2 separate regions of the Sus scrofa genome follow, and region 2 is linked to region 1. A link is a contact called in public Hi-C data. All regions are on one chromosome and are shown on one strand. The core of a region is the stretch at or near the end of the contact, and the rest is flanking DNA. Distances in the headings are between cores, read along the strand shown. Region 1 holds the start of NECTIN2 (nectin cell adhesion molecule 2). Region 2 holds the start of LOC110261008 (very-long-chain 3-oxoacyl-CoA reductase-B-like).

Evidence for each region. Hi-C and Micro-C count contacts between places; a contact is called where the count stands out from the background.
Region 2: a contact with region 1 is called in a Hi-C map of liver, with 4 times the contacts expected there. The contact joins the promoter of LOC110261008 here to the promoter of NECTIN2 in region 1. A contact is called at or near these places in 1 of 5 promoter capture datasets (liver), 1 of 47 Hi-C or Micro-C datasets (liver) and 1 of 2 datasets of contacts at active chromatin or transcription factors (alveolar macrophages).

What each region holds. Positions count from the first base shown.
Region 1 is chr6:51,316,365-51,319,064 of Sscrofa11.1, reverse strand. NECTIN2 (nectin cell adhesion molecule 2) reads right to left here and starts at 1,408. Exons shown (of 6, transcript NM_001097494.1): 1 at 1,318-1,408. The coding sequence starts at 1,408.
Region 2 is chr6:51,605,702-51,608,401 of Sscrofa11.1, reverse strand. LOC110261008 (very-long-chain 3-oxoacyl-CoA reductase-B-like) reads right to left here and starts at 1,347. Exons shown (of 11, transcript XM_021094536.1): 1 at 1,064-1,347; 2 at 644-690. The coding sequence starts at 1,223. LOC110261007 (a long non-coding RNA gene) reads left to right here and starts at 2,194. Exons shown (of 2, transcript XR_002344690.1): 1 at 2,194-2,700.

The DNA of each region.
Region 1 (2,700 bases), core at 159-2,658:
AGCATTCTCCTAGAGGTGGCGGGGTCTGACTTTATCTCCCTATCTCCCACACAAGAGGGAGAGGCAGGTGATGGAAGCGGCAGTCCCTGACTCCAGGTGGAATCTGGGAGACAGTTCAGAGACCTGCTGGGAAAAAAGACCAGAGGCAAGACCAGAACTTCCCCAAGTTGCCTCCGCACTTTCTGGTAAACCTTTGGGAAACTCCAGTACACTAAGTTTCTAGCTGGGAATAAACAGCCCAGTCACCTGCAAGGGGCGGGGCCGGAGCCTCCTTCACCTGTTTCCTCCCAGCCCCTCCCTCTCCTAGGTCTGCGCCCCTCCCCTCTGGGAGGTGGAGGGAACAGGAGGGGGCTAGAGCGGAGGGAGAGAGAGGGGGGATTAGGGCGGCGTCTCCTCCCGTCCACCCCCCGCAGCGGCTCCGAGGACAAAGGCACGACTACAGGAAAGATAAGGTCCCGAAACCGGGAGTCTGGAACCGGGAGCCAGGAGAGCCCCCGCCCGGCCCGGCCCGGCCCCGCCCGGCCCGGCCCGGCTCGCCCAAAGTGAAACCCGGAAAACTTCCCTAGGGGCCTCCCCGCCGACGGCTCACAAGGAACGGGAAGGGTCCCGGCCGGCGGGACTCGGCCTCCTTAGTCTACCTGAAACACAGCCCACCGAGCCTCCAGTTTCCAGGCAGGGCCTCAGGCCCTGCATTTTATCTAGTACCCGAGTCGGGATTCCTGCCCACATGTGTATCTGCATCTCACGAGACATTCCAATGCCCCACAATTAAATCTGGAGCCCAGGAGACAGGGCGTTTGCCCTCCCCTTCTCCCAATTCTGTCTGGCACCGAGCAGACAGAGCCCTCGGCTCACCACACGGAACTCCTAAGTTTGAGCCCTTCCTGCCCTCAACTCTACCAGGACCCCGGCGTCCGTAGCCCCTAGCCTTCACACTACCTGGCACCCAAGAGACAGAGCTCTCACCCTCTAATTTTTCTGAGGCCCAGGAGTCAGCCCCAGTCCCTGGTTTTCTGGGGCCCGGGAGTCAGAGCCTCGGGAATCCTGAGGCCCGGGATTGGAGCCCTCAGGCCCTTCCCCAGGTCGCCCGAATTGTCATTCTTGGCCCTCCAAGAGGCCCAAAGTGCTAGTTCCCCGCCCCTCTCGAGGACCTCGGCATCTGGCTCCCTGCCCTCAATTCTCCCCAGGCCTCAGACTCCCAACTCCAGGAGAAGGAAAGATTGGGGGGGGGGGTCTCGATTCATCATCTCGACCCTCTGCTGGGGTGGGGAAGGGGAGGGGTTCGCGCGCGCCAGGGAGGCGTCTGCGGTTTCTCACGGGTTTCCCGGAGCAGTAGTAGCAGCAACGGCAGTAGCGGCAGCGTCGGCGGCGACAATCTTGACGGCGGGAGGGCTGCGGCCCGGGCCATGGGGGGCCCGGGGAGGGGGACCGGGACCGGGCGGGGGCCTGAGGGCCACTCTGCGAGCGCCAATCGGTTGAGAGGACGACCAGGTGCCTGGGTGGCTCTGGCTCCCGGCCGGTTCCTGCCGCGCTCTCTTCTCCCGGCTTGGCTCTCGCTGCCTGGCTCTTCCAGCTCGTTGCCCCCCGGTTCCTAGCTTCTTTCTGGCTTCGGACTCGCTGACGTCACAGGATCCACCCCTTTCCTCCCCCCAAGAGCCGACCCGATCCCAGGCTCCGGCCACGCCCCCTCATGCTGTTCTGACCCGCCCCCTCCTGGGAGGCCCTGTCCGCGCCTCCCCAGGATTCAACGCCCGCCCCGCCCCCAGCATTCCTCTCCCTCCCCTTCCTGCTCCTCCCCAGGATTCCAAGTTCGCCCTTCCCAGGGTTCTTTGATCACAGCCTCCTTGCCCCAGAATTCTATCTTTGCCCTCTCCCAGCGTTCAAGCTCCGCCCCCTAGCGTTATTGCCACGCCCCTTTACTCAAGGTTGCCCTCGTGCCCCGCCCCCTGTCTAAGGGGCGCTGTAGTCACGCACGCGTCGGAGCTTTCGGCTGTCTCCGCCCCCGTGAGGCTCCGCCTTTCGCGGTGCACCCCGCCCACCCGTTCTCCGCCCCTTCTCGGGAGCTCAGTCCTGGCCTCGGCCCCGCCCCAAAGACTAACCCGTCCCCTTCAGTTTTAGTCCCTGCCTTCTCGTCACACCTGCGTGAGGAGCGTGGGTTCTCATAGGCCCGCCCCCCTGGAACCCCGCCCCCACGCAGAGTCCCCACCCCCTTCCCTGCCTCTCGAATTCCCTAGTTCTCACCCCGTGCCTACTGTCGTTCGTATCTGTGCGCATCTCAGCCTGTCCTCGTCGCTTTCTAATCTCTGCTTGGGACTCTAGGAGTCGCTGCATCGTTTCTTTTTAAATTTCTCTTTTAGTGTCTCTTTGTGTCTATTTTTTGCCTTTCTTTTTCCGTCCCTGTTTCTCTATCTCTGGGTTTTTCAGTCTTCACGTTTCGCTGTCACTTTGTGTAGCTGGTCTCTTTCTTTCTGGTGTCTTTCTATTGCTGTTTCTGTGTCACTTGATCCTTGTCTCTTTTCCATCCCTTTGTCTCTGTCTGCGTCTCTGGGTCTCTGTCTTCCTCTATGTGTTCCTATCTGTGTCTCTCTGCCTCTTTCTGTGTCTGTCTCTGTCCTTATGTCTCAATGGGTGTTTCGGTGTCTCTTTCCGTGTCTCTTGTTTCTCTCTGCGTCTCTCTTAACCTCCCTTCCCTCTCCGCAT
Region 2 (2,700 bases), core at 98-2,597, 290 kb before region 1:
CTGTGTAAATACTGGCACCCGCCCACCCCCGGGTTCCCTGTTCTCCTCTCCTGACTGACGTTTCTCCTTAACTCTTTTTTCTTTTTCGCCAGGCTTCTGGAAAACTTAAGTTCCCAGGCCAGGGATTCGAACCTGGGCCACAGCAGTGACCTGAGCCACAGCAGAGACGATGCTGGATCCTTAACTGCTAGGTGACCAGCAGGTACTTCTTAACTCGTTTCACCATTTGTCACACTACCCATTCTGCTCGTTTACTCTATTCACACCTGTCTTCTCTCACTATATCCGAAGTTCCGTGAGGGCAAGGTCTTTCCTGTCTTTTTTGTTCACGGCTGTACTCCAAGCACCTAGAAGATGCCTAGCACAGGAAAGTGGCATATAAATATGTTTTGAGTGACTAGATCAGGGCAATGATGGGAGAGATCAATGGTCCCTAGAAGCCCAGGGTAAACACTGTCACCAGCCTGGGGTGCAGAGGGAAAGCCTCCCCGCGGAGAGGATGAGGAAACAAGAGGAAGCACAATTCTCAGTCTGGTAGGGTGCGCTGACAACAGCCAAGCAGATAGGAGAGGCTCCAAGCCCCACCACCCGCTAGGCTCCCACCACCCGCTAGGCTCCCAGCCCCACCGCCCACTCGGCTCACCTCATGTGCATAGGCCTTGCCGATGCCACTAGTGGCTCCTGTCACCACTAGAAAGGAGAGAAGGGGCAGGGGGCAGGAGGGGAGCTTGACCAGATCCTACCCCCTGTCATCCCCTCCCCTCTCCCTCTTGTCCCTTTTCATGCCTTTTCTTGGAACCCTCCTCACGGAGACCCAGCTCCTCCTGGTTCTTGTCCGCGTCCTTCATGGACCCCAGTCGCTGACTCCTGCGCCCATCACCAGCACAGGTTTCAGGACGTCATGCATCCCAGCGCCTCCCTTACCCTGGTCGCTGCAGCCTTCGCCTATCTTCATTCCAGGAGTCCCTGGCCTCGGCCCTGATTATGGGCCCTCACCTGCCACCCGTGCTCGTTCCTGCTGCCCCCACCCCTACCTGCCTGCCAGGGAGCCCTCCTTCCTCACCTGCCCAGGCTCCGTGCGATCGGAGCCAGGCGTTGCCCCGGCGCACCTGGGGCAGCAGGTAAATATACACCGTGCTGCCCACCCCCCAGATCACCCACAGCAGCAGGCACAGGGCGGTAACTGCTCCCAGCACTCTCAGCGCATCCCACTCCGACTCCATCCCAACTCTAGCCAGCAAGTCACCCAAGCGACGGCTGGGGCCGCAGCCTTGGTGAGCCTCTATTTCAAGCCTGGCCTGCGGCTCCGCGTGAGCCCCTCCCACTCCGCCAGGCGAGTGTTCCGCCGCGCCCCTCCCTCGAGCCACGCCCCACTGGAATATAGTCTACCCGATGGCCACACCTATCCGCCCAAGCACCGCCCCTGACGCTCTCGCCCGGCCCTCCTTGGGCCTACGGTGAGTCCCGAATGCCTGCGGAGCGGGTCGGCAAACAGCCTCCGCTCAGCCCACAGAGCTGAGCAAAGGCTGCTCACAGATGCCCTTTGTTTGGGTCACTGGAGTCCATCTATGGTTGGTGCGGGCCAGAGCTAATAATAGCAATCAATCGCGAAGGGCTTTTGTCAATACAGTGTGTCAGAAAAACTTGACTTACAGATACCTGCTTGCGGGATTACAGTGGTTTTAATTCCTTTTTTTGTTGCTTTTTAGGGCCGCGCCTGCGGCATATGGAGGTGCCCAGGCTGCATCAGAGCTGTAGCTGCCGGCCTCCACCACAGCCACAGCAACCCTGGATCCCAGCCATATCTGCGACCTACACCACAGCTCGTGGCAACGCCAGATCCTTAACCCATGGAGCGAGGCCAGGGATCGAACCCGCCACCTCAGGTTCCTCGTCGGATTCGGTGCCGCTGCGCCACGACGGGAACTCCCTTCCCCCTTTGCACATTCTTCTTTCTCCCCCCTGCTTTACTTTTGGTTGTTTAACAATAACGTATTGTAATTATTATTTAATAATAAATTATAATTAGGTGATAATGAATTAGAGTTATTATTATACGATACAATTGTTACTTAATAATAAATTCATGTGGTAGAATATATGCAACATAAATTTTACCTTTATTTATTTTTTTAAAGCCATGCCTGTGTCACGTGGAAGTTGTTGGGCCAGGGATGAAACCCAAGCTACAGCGTGGACAATGCCAAATCCTTAACTGCTAGGTCACCAAAGAACCCCAGATTTTACCATTTTAACCTTTAAGTGGATGTGTAATTCATCAATAATTCCAAATATTGTGCAAATTTTCACCACTATCCATTTTCAGAAATATTTCATCATCCCTGATAAAAGGCAGATAACAGGTCCCCAGTGCAGTCACTCGTGCTAACAGCCTGGTCAGAAAAACAAAATTTAATAAATAACCTAACTGCAGTTTTAACCTTCTGGAATTTAACCTTTAGCCATTCAACCTAGAATCACCTCCTCAGTACAGTGAGATAATCCTCCCAATAAGCCCTTCCATTTCCCTTAGGAAGGTGGCCTTGACTGAAACAACACATTCTTCATTTGTCTTTAGAAAACCTTCCTTTTCCACAGCTCAGTGGAGCTCCTTTCTGTTATCCAATTTATGAAGCATTGCCTAAAAGCCAATTTGATCTTTAAATTTACTCAGTTGAATTTCTGTTATTTAACAGATTT